Regions from separate parts of the Mus musculus genome. Here region 2 is linked to region 1. Evidence: chromatin contacts called from public Micro-C data. All regions are on one chromosome and are shown on one strand. Each heading gives the region's core, a stretch centred on a gene start, on an enhancer-like site or on the middle of the called end of the contact. The rest is flanking DNA. Distances are from core to core; before and after follow the strand shown. Region 1 holds the start of E2f8 (E2F transcription factor 8). Region 2 has its middle 50 kb from the start of Gm32849.

What was found. A called contact is a pair of places that touch in the nucleus more often than the background predicts.
Region 2: a Micro-C map of the G1E-ER4 cell line shows a contact between it and region 1, with 1.8 times the contacts expected there. The contact joins the enhancer-like site here to the promoter of E2f8 in region 1. A contact is called at or near these places in 5 of 484 Hi-C or Micro-C datasets (the G1E-ER4 cell line, cerebral cortex and cortical neurons), 2 of 115 datasets of contacts at active chromatin or transcription factors (embryonic stem cells and neural progenitor cells) and 1 of 9 other capture datasets (adipose tissue).

The regions. Positions count from the first base shown.
Region 1 is chr7:48,875,370-48,882,371 of GRCm38.p6, forward strand. It overlaps E2f8 (E2F transcription factor 8), which reads right to left and starts at 5,672. Exons shown (of 13, transcript NM_001013368.5): 1 at 5,292-5,672; 2 at 4,909-5,032; 3 at 3,056-3,334; 4 at 2,573-2,729; 5 at 88-402. The coding sequence starts at 4,923. It overlaps Gm2788 (predicted gene 2788), which reads left to right and starts at 5,931. Exons shown (of 2, transcript NR_155436.1): 1 at 5,931-6,148. It overlaps LOC115486422 (a long non-coding RNA gene), which reads left to right and starts at 2,672. Exons shown (of 3, transcript XR_882082.2): 1 at 2,672-2,743; 2 at 2,962-3,078; 3 at 5,152-5,255.
Region 2 is chr7:48,987,237-48,994,289 of GRCm38.p6, forward strand. It overlaps a transcript of Nav2 not described here. Among named protein-coding and RNA genes, the nearest start is that of Gm32849, 50 kb to the right of the region's middle. Within about 2 kb of position 5,060, at least 31 of the 459 cell types and tissues checked have an H3K27ac peak or open chromatin away from gene starts, as enhancers often do. A contact at or near this core is called in the G1E-ER4 cell line and neural progenitor cells, where this site is marked.

The DNA.
Region 1 (7,002 bases), core at 4,422-6,921:
TATGGCAGCTGCCGAGTAGCCGCCGGAGTCTCTGTGGCATCTGTTTTTTGCAACCTACAAGGAGCACCATGCAATATCGCCTCTCACCTGCCCGGAATTCTACTCCAGGGAGTTCTACGAAGCACATGTCTGAATGCCCATTCTGGCCAGTGTGTGACTTGATCACGTGGTCCTCTATGCCACAGCTCTTGATAAAATCAAACTCTTGCTCATATTCTTTCCTTTTGATCATCATGATCTGCTCAGCGTACTTGTTCTCTTCCCCGACACTCTTCAGCGTCCCGAGGGTTTTGGTGAGGTTGTGCCGGCCATGCCAAGTGTACCTGTTTTTGGCAAGGCGGCTCACCATGTGCAGGCTCTCTAGGACATTCACAATGTCATAAATCCGCCGACGTTCAACATCTGCCAAGAAGGCACAGACTTTTCACTGTGTGTTCGCAGTACGGGTGTCTCTGTACTCTGTAACTCTTCCTACTTACTAGTCAGCAGGGACATCTGAATAATGCAGTAATACAGTAGACACCACAAGCACCGTAGAGCGGAGAAAGGCATGGCTCTCTCACAGAACCGAGCTCATTTAAATTACAGTCACCGTCTACGGAGGGATCTAGATTGTATCATCCAGGACAATTGTATTCTAATGCGTGTGGTGACCATTGTTACCTGTATTTTACTGTTGAAGGCAGAGAAGTTCAGACTTGCCTCAGTGATAGCTGGGAAGTGGGAAGACCAAGCCTCTAATCGTCTAACTGCCACAATTTTGAGCCCATTCCTTTATTCCCCTCCTACTACCCACGTCTACCTGCCACAGTCATATCACAGGCACAAAGTGCTGAGATTTATGGAGGGAGAGATGGCTTAATAGTTAAGAGCGCTTGCTGCTCTACCAGAAGACCAGAGTTCAGTTCCTAGTACCATAGTGGGCGGCTCACAGCCACTTGTAACTCCAGCTACAAGGGATTCAACATTTTTTTCTGGTCTCTAAGACCAAACACACACACACACACACACACACACACACACACACACACACACTTCCTTTAAAACTGCTGAGATTTCAAAAAAGTATAAACTCCATGATGTCATTTCTCAGAAACCAAAATGAAAGAACAGAAAGTTACATTTCTTTGGGATCTAATTTGGTCCACGTTCCACCTATCACCAGTGACGCCAAGATTAGCAATTCTACGGCTCTTGTAAATCCAGAGAGGGTTTCAGTGTTCTGCATGGTGAGATTCTGCTTATTTCAGAAATGTACCTTCACTATTGATTTCATTTCACTCCGGGACAGAATCTATCCTTTCTGGGAATGTGCTTAATAGAGCTCCCCCTAGTGGCTTCTTGCTGTTCCTGGTGACTTCCAGTTGAGAACCAGCATAAAGACACACCAGGAGCCCTTCCCCACCAGTCCTCACAGGCCTCTGCTTCTCTTCTTACAAGACCTGGACTGGATGTCTGCATTAGAGCCAGGCCTGATCTGAGCCTTTAGTTTATGGTCAGAAAGCACTGCTCCCACATGCCTGGCCCTTTTATGATGTTCTAGATAACCCCGCCCCTTTTCTGTAACAAATATTGCCTAACTCGCATATGTCCTTTGCTTGGTAACCATTATTCTACTGAAGATAGGTTCTACTGTTTACAGATCTATACAAGCTCCTGCATACACACACACACACACACACACACACACACACACACACACATCACCTAGCCAGACAGAGTGTATATGAAGAGCAGGTGGGTCCAAGCAGTGTATTAATGTTCCTGCTTAGAAAGGCGGTCTTTTTCTTTATGGAGTGAAACTACACATTAAATCACTATCCTGCATATACTGCAAAGTTGAGACTAAGATACTTTCCGGCTGGGGACATGTCTCCACTGGGAGAGTGCTAGCCTGAGTTTGATCCACAGCACCCATCTGAAAAGCCAACCTCGATGAATTGGTGAGCCCCAGGTCCCAGTGAGATTCCTTGTTCTCAGAAACCAAGGTTCCTAAGGAAAGATATCCAAAGTTGGCCTCTGGCCCTGTGCACACAGGAACACACATAGACACCCATACTTATACATGCACACAAAAACGTATTTTAACGACCGCAAAGCTTTTTATCTGCTAGCCTCCTTTCCTGCTCTAGAACCAGGTCTTTACCAAGTGATAAAGAGAGGACACCCATAATTTATACCAAAGACAGAATAACCGCCTCCTAACCCATCCTCAGTCTCAAATGGCAGAGAGGCAGATCTTCCCTTCATGCACCTGTGGATACACTAGTTCCTCAGGGACAGACAGGGTCAAGGTGAATGCCAGAGCTGCAGCTGTTTGTGAAACAAGTCATAAAACACCATTTCCTTCCTGTGCAGCTTCAGGGACAACCCGAACCCAGAAACTCTCCACCGACATTTGTTTGCTTCCAAGACCGAGTTATGCTCAAATTAACAGGACTTGTGAGGCTTTGAATTCCCACACGGTCTTATCTGAATCTGTGATAGTGTGACTATATGAGCTCAGATTGAAAAGAGTTAAGTCCACAGACTCACTCTAATCATTAACCATCCTGGCAACTGGCATACGTACTGAGCTCCTCGGCCACCTCGTCCAGGCAGATGTCGTTATTCACAGCAGGGTTGGGGTACTTGGGGTACCGCGCTAGGAATTTGTGGCATAGCAACCCCAAGCTCTTCTCCTTCCGACTCGGCTGGGATTTCTCAAATTCGTCTCCTGATAAGTGTTCCTGCAGAGGGAAAGGTAAATAATGTCTCATTCTGGAATAGAGCATGACAGATTTATTGGGGGGCCTCTGTGCTAGATGACTAACTCCTCTTACCCACACATGCACGCGGTTTGAACAGCTGCAACAAAGTGGGAGGGGAATAGGAATGGTCTTAAGGCCTGGGATAAAGATCACTCATAGAGTACAATTCCCGGTGTTGTGCTCCAAAGCTACAAACTCTTCCCATGTTCAGCAGGTCAACAGCCTTCCAACAGCTCCGGGCTCCACACTGACCGTCCCTTCATCCACAAGCCCCCAAACGCCACCCAGCCTCCCTGTAAACCTACGTGCAAACAGTCTCTAGCTTCAGGTAATGCACTTCGGTTGTCAGACAGGCCCCTTTTCTGATCTCGACTTCGGATCTCGGGGCTCACGGCGCTGATGAGCATTTTCAGGTTGGCTGTGGGTGTCCATGGCTCTCCTTGGGAGACTTCCTTGGGCTTGGTTGGTGTGGTTAGAGGGCCCAAGTCAGGCTGGATCTCAGCCAACACCATGTTGGCCTTCGAGGACGGATGCAGGGGGCTTTTCATCAGTCCCCTTTTATGTGGCTCAGAAAAGAGGTTTTCCTGGTTTAAGAGGAATTAATAACTGAGTTCATTGTAAAACAGAACCTAGCAGAAAGGCTTTCTGCCTTTCATATTGACCAAGTAGGTTAAGAATATCACAGTGATCTCTGGACAGTATTTTCCTTTTTTGCTTGAGACAAGGTCTCACTATACATTCCAACCAGTCTGGAACTTACTATGTAGTAACAAGCTGACCCTAAATTAACAATCCTCCTGCCTCTGCCTCTGTTGTGATTACAGGCATGTCCCCTGCTACTACGGTAAATTTAATAGTTAAACTTCCCACTTTTAACTTGGTAGATACTATGGATCTAAATGTCTTCACCATGTGATCTAAGAATTTACATTAATAAATAAATAACATTAACTACAGGTTTTATTTTTAAATTCTATTTTGAGAAAGGAGGGCTGTAAAGATAGCTTAGAGCTCAGTCCCTTCCCTTTCCTTACTAGAACCAATCACTCTAAGTAACTGATCACTTCTAAATTCCTAAATTCCTACTAATGAGACATCAGGTAAAGGCTTTCAGGACCCACACCAGGCCCCACCCAGTGGAGTGGCTGTGAGCAGTGGTTGCTCATTGATATACCAGGAACAGGCTCAAGCAGCCAAGGTGAGGGTGCCCTTACGGTTAGGGCCTCCCGCCTACCAGCAGGACTTCTGACCAGAAAAATTTGCTTTCAACATCAACGCTTGAGGCACAGATGCAGAAAATGGGACCAAGGGAAGTAAGGTTAGCCATTTAAGGCCTCAGAGCTAGTTTCTGCTATGGTAAGTTAGCACTTACCTACACTGGTAAGTTAAGAGCAATTCATATAGATAGTAGAGACTGGGCCCCCTTCACTTTTAGACACCAGGCAGTACACCATTCTTAAAGAAAGGGATTTGGAAGGCAACAACTCAGAGAACAGAGATACACTGTTTCCTCAGTAACTTTGGGAGCCCGGGTTAACAATCCTCTATTACAACCATGAAACTAAGGGCTCAGTGTGTATTTCTGCTGAATCTGCTACTTAGCAGACGATGATGCGAGGCAGAGGGAGGTCACATGGGGCTGGCACCTGAATTTTCAGTTCAGTATGGTGCCCTCAGGAGGTGCTGATCCAAGGGTGGGGTTTCAGTGAACACTGCCAAGGACAGCATTGAGCTAACATCTAAATGCTTCCAGGAGATCTGTCAGGAACAGCATTTGGAGGCCCAGTAGGTTAAAGGGCTGACATTTTAAAATGTTATCTTACAAAGAAATCCAGTATCAAATTATGACCTTTGTGAATTCCAATGGTTCATGTAAATAACATATACATAATTTTTTAAGCACAGAAAAAACCCCAAAGCTTTTTCCATATATATTAAATTTATATTAAACTTTTGAAACAAAAAGGTTACTTTAACCCTGGACAACCCTATTCCTCTTCAAAAATTAAAATTTCCTTCTGGATTTCTGTAAAAGTTAACCAAAAGGATACAGCATTCGTGACTATCAAACGAAAAATTTAAGAAAACTTATTAACGAAAAACTCAGGATGATACTTCATTTGACATTGCAACAGTATAGACTGGACTTTAAAAATACCTTTTGGTTCTCCATTTTGTCAATTCCTCATACATTTAGTGTGTCTTTAAAAACGAAAAATCTGAAGTTCCTCCCCAAGTTCCAGTGGTTTAAGTAGTCCAATCGATTAAAGTTTTTTACTATCCTTAAAAGGAAAAAAAGTAAAGCAAGAATTAAGAGCTGATGAAAATGATTCACGTACACAAGAGCCCCCGGAAACAAACAAAAAATGACAAACCAGGTTTATTTTTGCCTTGAGGACAGACATTGCCTCTAGGCAGACCGCGCCAACAGACAGCAGTAAATTCCTCCATCAAACCCTTCTGTCACGAGACTTCAAGCAAACACAGAATCTACAGTGACAGTCCTCTCTCAGGTTCGAGATGGCTGTAGCAAGCACCCACCTGTGCACTGATCCGGGCTGCGGACGGAGCGCACGAGCCCGGGTTCCGATGGAGCACGCACCGAGCCTGCATCGGGGGAGATGCTGAAGTTTCTCGCCTGACACACACGTGCACAGGCTCAGAAGGAAGGACTTGTGAAGTGGCCTGAGAACAACCCTCCAATTCAGCCTCTGCGCTCTAAGCGCACGACCGGGCATTTACAAAGGGCTTTGGGATCTTGACCCCCTTTTTCAGGCTTCTTTCAATACACGAAGTACTGGGGCGAGGGAAGGATTCCCTAGGTGCCGAAATCACCGCGATGCCAAAGCGCACCGTACGCTGCGCTCCCGGTCCCAGGTACAGTCCCCAGCAGTAGCCCGCGTCCCGCCCGGCGCAAGCACTGGCTCCTCCTCCCCGCCAACTGCACCGCCCCCGGGGGCAGCCAGACAGCATCTCACGGTTTCCAGGGCGACGGCTCCGAGCCAATCAGTAAGCCCGGTGAAGGCCTGCGATTGGCTAGAGGTCCCCAAGGCGGGGCCGGACCTTCCGCCTTCGATTTAAAAATTTGGCGCGGAAAGCGGGACCGTAGCTGGCACCGCCCCCGAGTGCGCGGGGCTGGAGCGCGGGCGAGCCCCTCCCCCGCCCTCTGCGCGGGAGCTCGGCTCCTCCCCACGGGCCCCGGCGGGGCGGGAGGCGGGAAACGGCCGCCTTCACCCTGGCCTTCCCGGGATCCCACAACCCCGCCGCAGCAGTCTGCTCCCCGCTCACCTGTCAATCCTCCTTCAGAGCTGACGGTCCGGGGTGGCCCCGAATCCTGGCTGCGCGTCTCAGGGAGCCAGCGCGTCTCAGGGAGACTCGCTTAGCCCCGCCGCGCAGAGGTGGGTGCCGGGGGCGCCACCGGGGCCGGGGCTGGGGGGGGCCGGCGGGCGGGCCGCGGGAGCGTGGCCGTCCAGGAGCAGTCCAGCCCCCGATTTGAAATTAACCCGCTCCCGGCGCGAGCCGCTCCCGCGGGCGCGGAGCCTCCCCTCCCCCACGCCCGCTCTCCCGGCCCGGGGCCCCGCGCGCCAATCCGCGCCTCTGCACTGCCGCCGCGGCGAATCAGACTGTAGGCACCACCCTCCGACCCCGCCTACAGCCAGACTTGGGGAAAAGTCCTCAAAAACTTTTCCTTTTTCTTTTTTCCTTTTCTTTCTTTCTTTCTTTCTTTTTTTTTTTTTTTCTTTTTGCAAACACCATTTATCCGAGATCGAAGTTGGGGGATGAAATTTGGCTGGTCCAGAGCTGGCTGGCTAGGACTCGAGGGCTCCCCGCCATCCCCAGCTTGGTGCCACGTCAACCGGGTCTGCTCACCTGCCCTCTGGACCCTAGCGACACCGTTCCCTCTGCGACCCTTTGCATGACTGCTTAGCAGCTTCTGCTCCACGGTTTCCAGAAAGAAACGTGTGAGGAGGAAAGAGCTTCGTTGTCTGAAGCCCAAGGATGCGGGGCGTTGGCCGATCTCTGAACACGCAGGTGTGGGAGGAGGGAGAGAAACTCAGAAAACCCGCCAAGCCTGTCCCCAGTGTCCTGCGTCTGCCGATCCCCTCTTTGCTCTTTCCCGCTTTTCTTCCTTTTCCTTTTATGAGCTTCTGACATCGGCCTGGTATATCGAACAGGTCAAGGGAATTTTAGAGTTAGGAGACCATCTCGTCCAAAACCCTCATTTTGCAGAAGTGGAAAAAGAAGCTCGGCA
Region 2 (7,053 bases), core at 3,810-6,309, 110 kb after region 1:
GGGGGCCCTGTGTTCCATCCTATAGATGACTGTGAGCATCCACTTCTGTGTTTGCCAGGAACTGGCATAGCCTCACTCGAGATCCTGCTCAGGACTTATGATTTGAGCAGAAGCCACCCAGTTCTCAAATTTGATTTGCCTGATTCTGCTTAGAAGATTCAGGCATACATGTTCCCATGTCTTTAATCCTTATACCAGAAGTGTTTCCTGCATTCTTAGATTCTTCCATCACTCCTGGTGCCTTGGTTTTATTGCTGGCATCCCTGTTCCTGCCCCAGCATCTTTGGAAGTAGATGCCTCCCTGGGCTGAAAACTGCTGAGTGGGTGGGTATTCTTCTGTTTCCTTCCACTAGGTCCCTTTATCCTTCAGGTCTGAGAGCTTTCTCCATTGCTCCCTCCACTTGGCACTGGGAATCCACATTTGTTGTGAGTTAGATGACCGCTTGGTTTGCACTTTCTTTAGATGTGGTTATTAAGTGGTTGTCAGCAAGGCCTCTTTCCTGGCTAGCTCAGGAGGACAACAGAGCCAGGCTGGGGATGCTCCCTCCAGATGCCTGTGCAGGGGAGCACTGAGGCACCCACACTAAGTCCTTAGCCATCCATGCTCAAGGGGGGCACATGCAGAGAGCACTGGCTTCATACAGGCAGGCTCACTCTGGCTTTAAAACTCTGCCCCCTATGCAGGAGACAGGAGAGAAACAGGACCAGAGAGGGTGTAGTGAAAACTACGGCTGAAAAACAGCCATGGAGGCTGGGGAGACAGATTAGTGGGGAAAGCACTTACAACACAAGTGTGAGAAGTAGAACCTACTTAAATGCCAGCCATCACACAGGCAGGCAGAGACAGATCCCTGGGCTCAGCTGGCCAACTAGTCATAGTCAGTCTTGGCAAGTTCTGGGCTCAGCAAGTGCCAAGCCTTGGTAAAGTAAAAGCAATCAAAGAAGACCCCTTAATGCCAACTTTGCACACACATATATTGACTCCCACATATGAGAAAACAGACACACACACACACACACACACACACACACACACACACACACATACACACACTGGCCACAGGGATCAGGTTCCAAGGATCCAGTCCCCATCAATACAACATGCCGATCATTCTGAAGCAAATGGCTGTCATGGCTGCAGGGATTTCCAGAAAGAAAGTTAATTTTGACCTTACCCAGTTTTATCCAAGTAGAGGGAATGTTGCTTCTTTCTCCAGCCAGCTATCACTTCTCCTTATTCTAAATCCTTCAGGATTTACTGCTCCCTGAGGGCCCAGATAGCCAAATGCTATTCCTCCCTGGGGAAATCTTGGTCTTCCATAGATATATTCACATTGTTTCCTCAGAAACAGACTTCCCTCCGTGCAAGTTCACATGCTCACCTCATCTCTGCACGTGTTCACATGCTTCCCCCAATCTCTGCGCATGTTCACAAGCTCCCCACCATCTCTGCACATGCTCATATGCTCTCCCTCACTCCTATAGTGACAGTTTCTCCTTTGTGGTCTCTGAGGATGACCTTTTTCATCGATGGCCATCTAGGCTCAGGCCATAGTCCTGCCTTTAGTCTTTGAATGTGATTTTGTCTCTTGGTTTTTTTTTTGCCTTATACCTTTCTCAAAGAGCCCCAAATGAGAGATTGTGGGTGTGCCATTCACCCAGATATCCAAACTCATACACTACCTGGATGTCTAAAAGGCCACACCAACCCTCTTACTGCTCCTTGAGGCTGCCATCTGTTCCCTGTGATGGTCTTTGCCTTCACTTGGGAAGGCTTCTCATGACAGTCGTATTCTTCACCCATGCCTCCTCCTTAGATGTCTGCCATCTGTGTCACCTAAGCCAGCCCCTGTGCAGGACCCTGCCTCCTACATGTAGTCTAGCCCTTTATCTTGTTCTTTCTTGTTTTGGGCCACATCACTTGTCCTGCCTGAGATGACATTGTAGGGTTACGGACATACATACAATGATTCTACTTCCCGGTGTTACAGACTGGGAAACAGGCAAGTCATAGCATGAAAACTGGTAAAATGTTGGTAGAACGTGTTGGTATTTTCCCTCCTATTATAAAACCTTCCTTCCAGAAATGGCCATTAAACTTGGTTTTCAAGTCTTTCTATATTGAGGAACATGGCTCTGGCCTCAGTCAGTCCACATGTGCTGCTCCCTCAGCCTCTCCTGCCTGCTCAGGGATCCATTTGAGGTCTCTGTATCAACTTCTGGGTGCTGTGGCTTGGATGGGCCCGACTACAAGCACAGAAGTACACTAGAGCCTCTTGCCTTCACCCTCACAGGTGTCCAGATCTTGTAACATTTCTAATAAAACACTAAACAACCTCCAGAGGTCTCAGCCAAAGAACTCCATGCTGTTATCGCTTGGTACTCTGATAACTTTTTCATTTTCTATCTTCCGGTGCAGGTGTGTGTGTGTGTATACCATCATTTTATTACTTCTCTTCACAAGATCCTTTTATTAAAAACACAAATATCACTATAAATATCTTGGTAGGGCAGTAGAAAGGGATTTTGAAAGCGACTAGGCAAAATGATAGACTATCTATAGATGTAGGCTGCAGCTCAGACAAATGACTACAATATCACAAGAGCCTTTTTTCTTCAAGGCAGATTTCATTTTCTCACTTCCAGATGGGTTGGCGCAGCCCCGGTGCATGCTGGTTTAAACTGAGCCATGTCACAGGGGGAACGGCAAGGTTAGAGAGACTATTAGAACATGGCTGTGTAGCCCAGGCTAGCTTTGAATTTGTGATCCTCCTGCCTTAGCCTCCTGAGTATGGGATTATAGGCACTTGCCATTACTCTTAGATAATGAGACACTTTAAAGAAAAACATCGTATTTAGTATAAATTTGTTAGTTAGCTGTTTCCTCCTCAGAAATTTTCTTTTCTTTTTCTCTTTGAGAATGTGAAATGCCTTTTGTTTGAGAATTTCATGTGTGTGTGTGTGTGTGTGTGTGTCTGTGTGTGTGTGTGTGTGTGTGTGTGCTAGAGCTCTGACCAAATCTACCCATCCCCTCTGTATGTAGGCTTAGACTGTTCAATACCTACTTTAATTCGAGTTTCTTAACACTCCAGAGTCCCTTCTAGCCCACCTACCAGAGGTAGGGGAAAAGAAAGGTTGCTAGGAAACCGGGGTTGTTGACCTGTTTAGAAGTAGTTCTATGCGAAGATCCCAATCTTCGTTGTCAGGATAGCAGCAGTGCAGTCCAAAACATCAAACACGAATCAGTAGCAGCAGTGCAGTCTAATTGGCAAACACCAAACACGAATCGGTAGCAGATGCTCGATCCGGAGGAAAGCACAAGGCTCCACTGAAGTGGCAAGAAGCAGCCAGAAGATGAGAAGTTTTTTGTCAAGTTGCTCTCTACAAAGTTACGACAAGCAGAGATCACAGTGCAATGTTAACCAATGCAAGAGCCTCACCACTCTGTGGGATCATATTTAGAGCCTTTCTAAACATCACGCTTCCTTCCTGTTAAAGCGGGGTTGCCATCGGGGTTTCTGTGCTTGCTTATATAGCACCATGGCTAAAAAATACACATGACATACCTCTCCATATTTGGCAACATACAAAGTACAGTCACATTGACCATCACATTCAACGTCCTGAGAACTCTGAGACAGATACCCTAGACACCTGCAACAGACAACAACAAAGCTCAAAGGGAGCATGTTACCCAGCCCTTATGAGACTAGGACCAGAGCACTGGCACTTGCACCCAAGTTCCCCCACATCAAACCAGTCCTACACTATGGTATTGTTTCTTAAGGAGACAGGTCTGTTCATTAATTTTACTGGCCGTTTATCTACCCATCCACCCATCTACTTACCCACCCCATCATCCACTTAAAACTCTCTGTTGAGAATTTACTATATTCCAGACACTGTCTAGAGCTTCTAGTTTGGCAAGGAAGAAAGTAAATAAGTGGATACTTTGGATGACTTGTGACAAGTGCTGGTGTGTCAGCATTCATGGGGCCAGCTGGAAGAGGGAGCACGCTCCCCGTGAGGGTGGCTGGAATGGTCAGGTCTCACCACAGCCTGGTGCCTTGGCACCAGTTTCTCTTTCTCTTGGTCTTTGCCTAGGATATCCACTACTCACCTCCACCCTGTCTCCATTTCTGTTCTTTTGTCTCTCAGACTGATACAGAGTCCTGCTCCGCTCCCTCAGAGCCTTGGTCTGTAACATTGTTGCCCCTGCTACGGGGCTTGGTTATTTGCAAAACTGATTCATCTCTGAGCCATGGGTTCCTGGGGAGAGGCATTGTAGCACATAGCACCAAGCGTGGCATAATGCAGGCAAATGGATGAAGGTTCGTGGACTTGACTGGATCTAGAATACTCAGAGTCAATTGCTTTCTTGTCTGTTAACCAGATTTTGCTTGGAAAGGTAAAAGAGTATGCTAAAAGGACAGGACAGGCCCCTGTTCCCAGAATTTTATTTCATTTCTTTTTCCTCTCTTCATCTTCATCTTTCTTTCCTCATCTTCCTCCTTCTTCATCTTCTTGCTTTTTTTTTTTTTTTTTTTTCTGACAAGCAGAAGGGGCCTGGGTGCTGATGTAGAGAAACGGGAGCTGGGGTGGACTGGCCCCACTCCACAAGAGTGATGGGGAGTGCTTGACAGTTTATTTGGGTCTCAGCCTTTTGAATGGATTAAGGGGAGAGGCAAGGCTGGGAGACCCTGGCAGGTGGAAGATCAGAGCAGGCAGCATTTGACAAGGTGGAGCTGTCTGGGGCTTGAGCAAACAGCTCCTCTCTGGAGAGAGGAATCAGGCTTCACTGAGCATGTATGAGACAAGCTCCACGAGATGCGGGCCTGGAAGTGATCACATCTTTGCTGGGACCGCAAACACATCTTCCCCGGTGGCTCAGCAGCACAGCCCCTCCTCCTTGTGCCACTTATCTTTTGCTATCCACGTTGCAGTGAACTCTTTCTGACCAACAGAAAACAGAGGCTTTGGGGAGTGAGGTGCCTACCCCGTTCTCATTACTAGTCCTTCCTCACTGCATTCCTGAAACTCTTTAGGGCTCTTTGTTTCCTCAGCTCTGAGTCTGTTCCTTGGCAATGTGTCCCAAGCTAAATGGAACCATCCCAATGCATTCTCTCATTCTGCTGCTCACCAAAGCCCCATGTGAGGCACCTTATCAGTTCCCTAGCAGACTCAAGGAGGCTGAGCCCTGTGCACGCCCTGGATCACTGATAGGCGTGCTGGCAGAATCATTTTAATGAAACCCAGAGCCTCCACTTTTTGCAATTGTAGGACTAATGATCAAGTTCTCATTGGGATGGCTTTGGGATGGCAGGTGAGGAGCCCACATCCCGCTTATGCCTTCTATGGCTGTGTACAGAGCCCAGCCATACTACACCCGCATAGCTGTTGACTGTGCTTCCACATTATTTCCTTGTCCACCAGCACTGAGCATCTATCTAATACCCCCTCCTCCCATCCCCTGCCAGGTCACTAATAAGCTATCCCCAAAGTAGACTGAAGAAAGATTGCCAGTAGCTTTCATGTCTATACTTAATAAAGTTATATAATTAACATTGTGTATTACTTTCTAGGATCCTTTAGAAAGAAAAAAAGTATCCATTTTTCTAAACATTTCCACTCCCTACAGTCTCTGTGCTGTTTGCAGTTAGCCACGTGAATGAAATCTTTTATGCAAATGAATAACAACAGGCACCTTCTCTTCTTTCTGGCAACATCTGAGATTTGAACACAGCATGGCGAGGTGGATATCTGTCAAGCTCGTGAGGTGGGTTTCTCTCTGTATTGGATTTCCATAGGCTACAGCTGATCCTTGTGGATGTGCCTGTTTGTGTCCTGAAGATCTGGAAGGCACTGGCTAGGAGAAGTCACTGGTCCGGGAACTTCACAGCATGCCAGAGCTAGCTCCGGATTCTCCCTGTCCTGTAATCTCATGGCTGCCAGAGAGTGTGTGCTTCTGAGTAGCCTACCATGAGAGGAGGACTATGCAGAAAGGCAAATCTCCCATTTTTTGGGGAGCCCAAAGCAGGAGAGCAGGGTGCAGCAAGACATTCAATTACCTGGCAAAGCCCTGGTGTCCAGGGCACTCTGAGGCATTATGAGTCCTGTGACAGTGTGCTCACGGGAGAACATGGACTCAGGGTGGTGGAAGCAGGGGCTTAGTACTCTGCATACATTATACATACAAACTCAGTCTTCTACCGACTCTCCCCATCTTTGTGCAATGTTAGGTGTCCTTAGCATGACGAAGTCCTATAGGGTGGTCATTCTTCCCTCCTTGCCCAGGACCAAGAGGATTCTGGGGACGCAAGACTCTCACTGCTGAGACTGGGGAGGTCTGTATAGACATGGGACTCTCACTGCTGAGACTGGAGAGGTCTGTGTAGACACAGGACTCTCATTGCTGAGATTGGGGAAATCTGTGTAGAGATGGAATTCTCATTGCTGAGACTGGGGAGGTCTGTGTAGACATGGGACTCTCATTGCTGAGATTAGGGAGGGCTGTGTAGACATGGGACTCTCACTGCTGAGACTGGGGAGGGCTGTGTAGACATGGGACTTTCATTGCTGAGAATGGGGAGGGCTGTGTAGACATGGGACTCTCACTGCTGAGACTGGGGAGGGCTGTGTAGACATGGGACTTTCATTGCTGAGAATGGGGAGGGCTGTGTAGACATGGGACTCTCACTGCTGAGACTGGGGAGGTCTGTGTAGACATGGGACTCTCATTGCTGAGATTAGAGAGGGCTGTGTAGACATGGGACTCTCACTGCTGAGACTGGGGAGGTGTGTGTATACTGGCCTCAGCTGTTCAGCTCAGGTCAGGGACATGACCCAACCCTCTGCAGCCCATCTCCTGCTTCCCACCTTGAACAATACCTCTAGACTCATGGTGGTGGCAGAAAGTCCCTGCTATCACTCACCCCTCTGTTCTCTGTGGTCTAGAAGCCCACCCTGATTCCTGGTTGTTATGGATGAATCCCTGCATTCCTTAAGGTTTATCATAGCCTCACCCCTCCCAGGAAGTCATTGCTCACTTCCTAG